Linked DNA regions of Zea mays: region 1 is linked to region 2. A link is a contact called in public Hi-C data. All regions are on one chromosome and are shown on one strand. The core of a region is the stretch at or near the end of the contact, and the rest is flanking DNA. Distances in the headings are between cores, read along the strand shown.

Region 1 (4,774 bases), core at 1,064-3,563, 160 kb before region 2:
CCAAGAGGCAAATATTATTCAGCAATATAGGCCAATCTGTCTTCTGAATGTGAGCTATAAAATATTCACCAAGGTGACCACTAATAGACTGGGTTCAGTAGCAGATAAGGTTGTTAGCCCGACGCAGACGGCCTTTATCAAAGGTCGTAATATCCTGGAAGGGGTGGTAATTCTACATGAAACAATACACGAACTCCATCGGAAAAAACTCAGTGGTGTAATCCTTAAGCTTGACTTTGAGAAAGCCTATGATAAGGTGAGGTGGCCTTTTTTATATCAAACTCTCAGGATGAAGGGTTTCTCGTCCAAATGGATATCTTGGATTAAGACCTTCATTTCGGGAGGAAGTGTAGCGGTGAATGTTAATGACGATATCGGAGATTTCTTTCAAACAAAAAAGGACTCCGACAAGGGGATCCTTTATCTCCCCTCTTGTTCAATATTATGGCAGACATGCTACAAGTGTTCATTAGTAGGGCCAAAACGGATGAGCAGGTTGTGGGAATGATCCCTCACCTTGTTGATGGCGGGCTCTCAATTCTCCAATACGCAGATGATACTATACTCTTTATGGATCATGATGCGGACAAAGCGTGCAATATGAAGCTTCTTCTATTTGCATTTGAACAAGTTTCAGGCCTAAAGATCAACTTCCATAAGAGTGAAGTGTTTTGTTTTGGGGCTGCCCAGGAGAATTTAGAACTTTATACAGAACTCTTTGGATGTAAACCGGGTAACCTCCCCATCAATTACCTTGGTATTCCAATCCACTTCCGAAAGCTGAAAAATAGAGACTGGGCTAAAGTCGAAGAGCGCTTTGAGAAGAGACTTAGCAGTTGGAAAGGGAAGCACTTGTCTATCGGAGGACGCCTGACTTTGATTAAGTCAGTGCTTAGTAGCCTACCGATGTATATGATGTCCTTCTTCTCCCTACCTAAAGGGATCCTTAAGAAGTTAGACTATTTTCGATCGAGGTTCTTTTGGCAGGGGAATGAAAACAAAAGGAAATATAGACTTGCTAAATGGAACATTCTATGTCAACCTCAGGATCAAGGGGGCCTTGGTATCTTGGATCTGAATATGATGAATACAACCCTTCTCAGTAAATGGCTGTACAAGCTACTCACCTCAGATGGAATGTGGCAACAATTACTGCGTAATAAATATGTTGGCTCAAAACCTTTGTCTCATGTGCAGTGGAAACTTGGTGACTCCCATTTTTGGTCAGGCTTAATGAAAGTAAAGCTAACCTTCCTCCGTTTTGGCTCATTCCTCATAAAGGATGGCTCTCAAGTGAGGTTCTGGGAGGATGCCTGGTTGGATGGGTCCTCTTTAAAAGACCAATATCCAGCCCTGTATAACATTGCGAGGAAAAAATTCATTTCAATATCAGAAGCCTTGAGCGTTTCGCCTCCGAACTTTTCCTGGCGGAGACAGTTATTTGGAGCCAATTTGATCGATTGGCTTTCTCTTTTGTCACGCATACAAGGTGTGGAGCTGTCCCACGAACAGGACACCTTTCGCTGGACCCTTTCCATGAATGGTAGATTTTCGGTTAAATCGCACTACGTTGCTTTGATGCTCAGAAATATCCCTAATGTTAATAAAGAGCTTTGGAAGCTAAAGGCCCCCCTGAAATTTAAAATTTTTCTATGGTATTTGCGTAAGGGCGTAATCCTCACAAAAGACAATTTGGCTAAACGAAACTGGCAAGGTAGTTTGTCATGCGCCTCTTGTCACAAGGAAGAGACATTCAACACCTCTTCTTTGATTGCCGGCTTGCTCGATCAGTCTGGAGCGTGTTTCTGATGGCCACCGGAATCAACCGACCACAAAATATAGACCATATGTTTGGGGATTGGCTTCAAGGTTTTAATAGTGTGCTGAAACCATTGCTTCTACTTGGAGCGGCGGTGCTGTGCTGGGCGCTCTGGATCTGTAGAAATGACTTAGTTTTTTAGAAAAAAAATCTTGTGTGCTCCTTTGCAGGTTATCCATTTGGCGTCACAGAAGCTATCAAGTTGGGCCATCCTTCAGCGAGAGGAGCTGCGACCGTTGGTTGTGGAGGGTTCGCGACTCTTGGTGCGAACGACCACGGTCTTTTTTTCCCGGGTGCATGGGTGACGATCTAGTCTTTGGATTGACTGTTGCTAGACTGGAAAAGTTGCTGCGTTTATGTGTGTTTGTTTTTTTAGTTTGACTATGTGCATTAGGCAGATGCCGGAAGTTTGTGTACCAAGACTATGTATCCTCTTGATGTATCGCTCTTGGTAACATTTAATATAAAGCTTCCTTTACCGAAAAAAGGAGGTGTAAAAACGTGTAGTGCAGGAGGAGGGGTGGGAGAAGAAGAAGAAATCAACTGGGGGCTGCCGGACGACAACCACTACGGCAAGGCAGTAGAGATACGGCGTCTCCTCTTCTGACTTGGCCAGCGCAACGGCAGCTAGTTCAATTGAACCAGAGCGCTTTATAGATAGAACAAAAATATATACTGTAGAAATCCATCGAGAAACAACCGAGAAGACCTGCGGCTGCGGTGAAGAGAGAACTCAGTGGTGAAGAAGAGGGAAAAATCACCATGCTGGACCATCTCGTCGGACTGCTGAAGCTGCGCGTGGTGAGGGGGGTGAACCTCGCCGTCCGCGACCTCCGATCCAGCGATCCCTACGTCGTCGTTCGCATCGGCAAACAGGTCCGCTCCTCCTCCCCTCCTCTTCTACCGAGTAACTGAGGTTGCCTAGATTCACTGGCGGATCATGCCCCTCAAGGGATCTGTCGAATCCAATCGATCCCCGAGTCTACGGTAAGTAGAGGCGACGACCAACATGCCGGTTATTTGGATTTTATTTTAAACAGAGTACCCCCCTTCACTTCACCACGCGTGGGTGCGCCGGCTAACCGTGATTTTTTTTTTTGCAACATTCCACAGAAATTGAAGACACGGGTGGTAAAGAAGAGTGTCAATCCGGAATGGGACGACGAACTCACCCTCTCTATCGAAGACCCTGCTGTTCCTATTAGACTGGTATGCGTTCGCTTCCATCCGTCTCTCCTTTCCCAAATCGCTTGTCTGGGTTCTTATCACCCTACCCTTTCCAACGTCTACAAATATTCTGAGCAAAAAGCGAGAAAGGAAAAACACTTTACTGCTAGTATTAATTTATTACCGGGCTTCCTCGGTATGCGCACGGAGCATTCCTTACCAATATTTCCTACAGTGGGACAGGACAATCAGGTGTCTCCTCATATACTAGTAGTAATTTCATATGCTAACTCGGCCTGAAGTCACTACTACTACTTGGAAGGGAGTAATTATTTGCCTTTTATCTTTTTGCCGAATCTTACTGAATAATTTATGTATTATGGAAATCAACTTCGTCTATTCTTACATGTAACTGATCAATTGAATCTATGCATACTTGTAGTTTGCCTATGCCAGCTAAATAAAGTTCGAACTAAACCATGTTTATAAGCTTCTTAGGTTGTGTGTATTATTTACTGACCTGAGGCTCCCTGTATGTGGTTTTGATATTTGAGTCTCAAGGGAAATATAATTTGTCTCTGACAAACTTCGATAGGAGGGCTGAGGTGCAAACTCGAGCTAGCTAGAAAATAGCTGATCTAGCTTGAACATTCGTAGTTGAAACACTGATTCCAAGTCCTTGCAGAAGATGTGCCAACTAGCTACACGCGGCGACTTCATTTTCCAACTCCCATACACAGAGAAACGCTCTCATATTTAGGGCTGAGCTGAGCTGGCTCGACTCGGCTCGTTAAGATAACGAGTCACAGAGTCAACTCGGCTCGACTCTTTAGCTCGCGAGCCAGAGCAGAAAAAATAATATGTATATAATAATCAATTTATAGTTAATTTCAAACTAATTTAATAATAGAAAATATTAATTATACTCATAGTTTCACAGACCACATCAATGTTATACCAAATTAACACAACTTATCGATATTTAATTCACTATTCACACACATGTTCAGCAGTTTAACCCGCACTTATATTCACATACACCAATTTAACACACAGATACAGTTCATCAATCATTAGTTTAACTCATAGGCCATAGACACCACACGTACATATATAACATGTTCATTAATTGTTACGTAAATAATATGCATATAGTTTTGTTTTGCTTAAATGTGATAGCTCGTTTAGCTCGCGAGCTCGCTCGTTAACGAACCGAGCTATGGTACCAGCTTAGTTCGTGAAAAAATTGAAACGAGCTGATCCGAGTCGAGCCGAGATGACTACGAACCGAGCGAGCCGACAAGCCACGAGCATTTCGTCCAGCCCTACTCATATTGACAAGTAACTCTTTCTCATTTTCAGGAAGTTTTTGACAAGGACACTTTCGTCGATGATACAATGGGTAATGCAGAGGTGGACATCCGCCCATTAGTCGAGATTGTGAAGATGAAACTCCAGGACGTTGCCGACAGAACCGTGGTAAAGAAACTGGTGCCCAACAGACAGAACTGCCTAGCCGAGGAGAGCTCGATATATATATCGGAGGGGAAGGTGAAGCAAGACATGGTTGTACGGCTGAGGAACGTAGAGAGCGGGGAAATAGAGCTCCAGCTTCAGTGGATCGACCTCCCTGGCTCTAAGGGTGTATGAGTGGGGGGCGGCTATGAGCTCTGCCTTGCCCTGCTGTTTTCGCGGATCTCCAACTCTTTTTCTACTTGAAAAGAAGAACTAGTGGTTTGCGTGCGCTCGCTCGCGTAGAGCTGTCAGTTGTATGTAAGAAGTTATGAT
Region 2 (4,881 bases), core at 1,407-3,906:
GATTTTTTATTGATTGTCTCCGCTCTCTGTATAATATTTTTTGATTTGGCTAACTGATATTATTGTTTATTCCATGCAATATGTCTTGGTACAACACACCCAATGAAGTGAGCGATTAGAACAGAGTTGACAACGACTGATTGAACGAACAGAGATTATAAAATGACAATTCCACCATACAGAGACCAAATAAGAGAAAGTTTGTGAGCTCAAGTTTCTAAAATAAGTCACGTGAACTCAACCTTATAAAAAAGATAGATCAAAATATGAAGTGATTGCTAAAGTCAGGCATCAATAAAAACTAGATGTGCTCCATATAAATTATGCTACTTCGTAGTGCTTACTGACGTTTAAAACAAACAAATAACCTTTCATTTTACTGTTAGTGTGACAAATCATTGTTTCTCCATCCAATTCAACAACCTCAAACACAATGGTGTCTATTGCGCCAATGTGGTCTCAGAAACGATCTAATGTTTGCAAGAGCCAAGAACATCGTGCTGTACTTGGGTTGTAGCCTCGGTCCGTAGTGCTGGCCCGGCCCGACACGATTATATATTTTTTATTTTACAAAAAAACGTATATACATATATATAATTTATATTCAATATTAAAAACATCTGAGCATAATGTTTTACTGGTTAGATAGCTTCACCCAGTGTCTTCTGACCTTCTTTCATCAGGGCATGAGTTCGAACCTCACCTCCTTCACTGTTTTTAACATTTTACGCCGATTTAATTAAATAGGTCGACGGGCTAACGACACACTTGCGGGCGTCTGGTCCGTGCTGGGTCACCGTTTGGCCATCTATAGGCGTGCAACAGATTAATTTGAAATAGCTGTTAGGGGTTATTTGTAGATGACGCAGGACGACCGTTGAAACTAGTGCTTTAAATATAATATAGAAATATAAATTGTACACATGTATATACGATTTTTTTGTAAAATAAAAAATAATCGTATCAGGTCGAGTCAGCACTACGGGCCGAGGCTACAGCCCAAGCATCGCACGACGCTCGTGCCAGGCTGACCTAGATACTATTAAATGAGTCGTGACTCGGGACGACCTGCCAGACACGACTCATTTAACCATCTATACCTCTGCACAATAATATTGGTCCTCGTCTTAGTTGCCGCCACCTCATTCGCTATTCTGTTTCTTTTCTCTATCCCCTTATACCTCCACCTCCGCGTCACTCCATTCTCGGCAAAGGGCGTGGGAGCAGGCGCCTACTTCCCGTATTCGTCCGACACCAGCTTCGACATTGACCCGCTCAGTGGCTATTGCACGTCCACGAGGACGTTTCACAACATGCACGCACCATCGTTTTCACCGTCGTCGGACGTCCCGTTTGTCTTCCCGCCTTCACCCTGTTCTTCCTCGCCAACCTGCTGCCCCGTCCACGCCCGCAGCTGCGAGCCGACCGACGCTCGTCGACGTGGGTATGAGGCGATTCGGTCTTGCTCCTGGCCTTTCTCCGTGCGTGTCGTCGAAGAGGACACGGTGGCGCCTGCCACGCTTAGGTTATCTTGGCGATGAGGAGTCCAGGTCTAAGATATTGGACAATCAAGGCTCGTAGCGCGACAGCAGTCGGCATATGCTACGGAGTTGATGGTGGTGTTGTGTCACCTCGACGGTTCCAGGGCTGGAAAGGCACTCGTATTCTTTCGCCCTTCTCGGACTGACGCCTGGTGCAGGTGCCTCTCGGTCTGGAGCTGCCCTGGCTGAACTTATTTCTCCTTTTGCCTGCTCTCTCCCTATATGTATCTAGCAGTATACTACCTATGTCACCTCCAATGTCCAAGTCTTCGTCGTGTCCTTCTCCGGCAACGAACAGGTATGCCCGCCTCTTCCCTTCCCTTCCCGCTCTATGAAACCTTGGAAGTGGGGAGGCGAGAGATAGGGTCTCTGATTTGCTGCCTATGGTACCCGCATGTTCATAAAAAATATTACGCGGAGAGCGAAGACAATCAATAAGGTGGATAGTTTATGTGGGTATTATTGTGAGCCGTCGCAATACACGAGCAACCGACTAGTAAGAACCTAATGCACCTGGTGACGGCTTCATCCTTCACGCTGACACTCCAGGCCCACCCACCACATCACGCAAAAAATAGTGCAAAACAAGCACTCGAACACACGTACCCTTGATTTAGTAATTTGGAGCTAACCACGAGACCACACATACCTTAGTGTTTAGAAGTAAATAATAATTATATTTGAATAAATATCTTAATACCTATTTATATGATATTCCCTCTGTCCCAGTATATAAGATGTAACCATCTCTGGTTCGAAAACTAAGAAATATATTTAATTCTCTCTATATCACTACATTGATGTACGTATGTATAGAGAGATCATATCTTATATTGTGGGACAAGAACAAAAAGTGGTTACAATTTATATTATAGAATGGAGGGAATATATAACAACCGTAGTAAAGTATGGGCAACCGGCTAGCATAAATAATAAGGAGAGAGTTTTGTTACTTTTTCGCGAAGTTTGTGTTGTGATTGCGCCGTTACGTTACGTGAAGAAGACGGATCTTCTACAAGCTGACGGAAGGGCGGATCGTGAAATTGCGAGTTGCGACGCCGTCATTACAAATACGTTATCTGTTCATCCGTCAAGCCGTCAGATCTCCCGGCCTGAGGATTCGATTATTCTGTTCGCTCTCGCCCAAGTCATCGTCTGGTCGTCGCCCGCAGAGGCGCAGACGCCCAAAACCGGAAGGGGCGCCATGGCCGCGTCGGATCTGGAGAGCAAGGCCAAGGAGGCCTTCGTCGACGACGACTTCGAGCTGGCCACCGAGCTCTACAGCCAGGCCATCGACGCCGGGCCCGCCACCGCCGACCTCTATGCCGACCGCGCCCAGGCGCACATCAAGCTCGGCAACTACACTGGTACGGGCAGTGCTTTCCCCCCACCCCATCCTTGTTCTCTCCTACTACTCCGATAGGGTTCAATTTTATTGCTTGTGCGCCACGAGGGTCTGGTATAGCGCCGCCCGGTTTTTAGAAGGCTTGTTTGATTCGCTGTTTTGTTGTGATGAGCGAACTCGCGGGGATTCTAGGGTAGGGTGTGGGAGGTCAACGTCGGCCTTTGGTGTAGACTTGGCGATGAATCACCCGATTGGAATTTCAAAGAGGGCACTAGATGATTGGGGTTTCTGAAATGGAGAGACTGAAAGACAATGGCCGAGTAGAGTTGAGAATATGGTTAGCCAGAGTAGAGCTCATTGTTGGATGTTGTGTGGACTGTAGAGTACGATTCAGATTACCTGAAATGTCCAGGGCTATATATGACATTTGGGATATAGCTTTGATTTGTGTTTTTGCAAGGTATATTCCTAGTGCTCTACTTGTCTCTGGTGTGCTGGAAAAAATTGCTATTTTGTCACTCTCATGTGGACTCTCTGCTATTATGTCACCCTATGTCTATGACTTGTGGGACCATTTGTGTCTATGATTTGTGGGTCTGATGGTAAAATAGAGAAGCCCACAACTGAGAGTGACAAAATAGCAAATGGCTGTGCATGATACGGTTTATCTCAAGTTCCCTAACTGCCATGTCGCGATGTGTGTTGTAAGGTATGTCCCTAGTTTGCTACTGTCATGGTGCTGTGCATTTTTTAGGTATGCCTCAAGTTTCTTACCAGTTTCATTTCATTTCTGTGGTTTGTAATGTGGTAGTCCTAATTTCTTTGTTTCATTGCTATGCTTTTTTCCTGTTGCTCTAAGAGTTTCAGATGGAATGTGTGTATAGATGTGAAGCAACTCATTGGTGGATTGAGGGTTTTCAGCAGCATGTTGAAGAAATTGTGATGATGATTTGGAATGATTTAGATTATATTAGTATCTGTGGTCCTAGTATGGGGCTATATCATTTGTTGTATCTCTCTGTAGGTTATACCATTATAGTGCAGATTAGTAGCTCATTTTGACCACATTTTGCAGCTAAATTGACAAAATCACCTACTGTTTTAGCCTTTTAGATATGTTTATATAGCTGTGTAGCACTATTCTACTTCTCCCCTCGTCCTAACTGTACATACATATCAGCAGTTTCCAAAATAAGAAACCACATGTTGATTTGCTGTTGTTGCAGTATTTTTTTTGCAATAAGAAATGGAATGCAAAGTCTGGCTCTTGTTACATCTGAATCAGTAGGAATGGTGTGGCTGTTATAAGAAATTATGTGTAAAGTTTGGCTTCGATTACATGTGAATCATTGCAACCAAATTACTAAAATAATAAACTACATGGTGTTGTCATTGCAACTTTCTTCGTTTGTGTAACAATAAACTGCACATGAAGTTTCTTTTCAGTTTGTAGCGTTATTCATGCTACCATCATTGGCTTGCATATTTGGTTTTAAACACAATAAATGTATTGCACTAATGGAATCAACTAAACTTCCAGAGGCTGTGGCGGATGCTAACAAAGCAATTGAGCTTGATCCTATGATGCATAAAGCTTACTACCGGAAAGGGTTAGTGGCACTCTTCATTTTTTCAATAAAAGTTATACATGAACACTCCCATAACCCCTCTGCTACATTTTTATCTATGTACTAAGTTATTTCTTGTTTGCAGTGCTGCATGCATTAAGCTTGAAGAATACCAAACTGCAAAGGCTGCTCTTGAGTTGGGTTCTTCTTATGCATCAGGCGATTCAAGGTTTGCTCGTCTATTGAAGGAATGTGATGAGCGCATCGCTGGTGAGAAAAATTAACTTCAGCAGTGTGTGTGTATCTGGTGGTGATGTTGGGGTCTTGGGTATGCAATGTGGTGCATGCTATTTTCTGACGATATGAGTCCACTTAGCTGCCTTTCCTGAGAAATGTTTGTAGCAGCCTTGTAGACTGGGGGATGATT

The links. A called contact is a pair of places that touch in the nucleus more often than the background predicts.
Region 1: a Hi-C map of ear shows a contact between it and region 2, with 2.2 times the contacts expected there. The contact joins the promoter of LOC100193590 here to the promoter of LOC100282745 in region 2. A contact is called at or near these places in 2 of 25 Hi-C or Micro-C datasets (ear and tassel).

The regions. Positions count from the first base shown.
Region 1 is chr3:223,156,677-223,161,450 of Zm-B73-REFERENCE-NAM-5.0, reverse strand. LOC100193590 reads left to right here and starts at 2,313. Exons shown (of 3, transcript NM_001138696.2): 1 at 2,313-2,695; 2 at 2,933-3,028; 3 at 4,349-4,774. The coding sequence starts at 2,582. The coding sequence ends at 4,636.
Region 2 is chr3:222,993,496-222,998,376 of Zm-B73-REFERENCE-NAM-5.0, reverse strand. LOC100282745 reads left to right here and starts at 2,656. Exons shown (of 10, transcript NM_001155651.2): 1 at 2,656-2,908; 2 at 4,427-4,496; 3 at 4,600-4,724. The coding sequence starts at 2,746.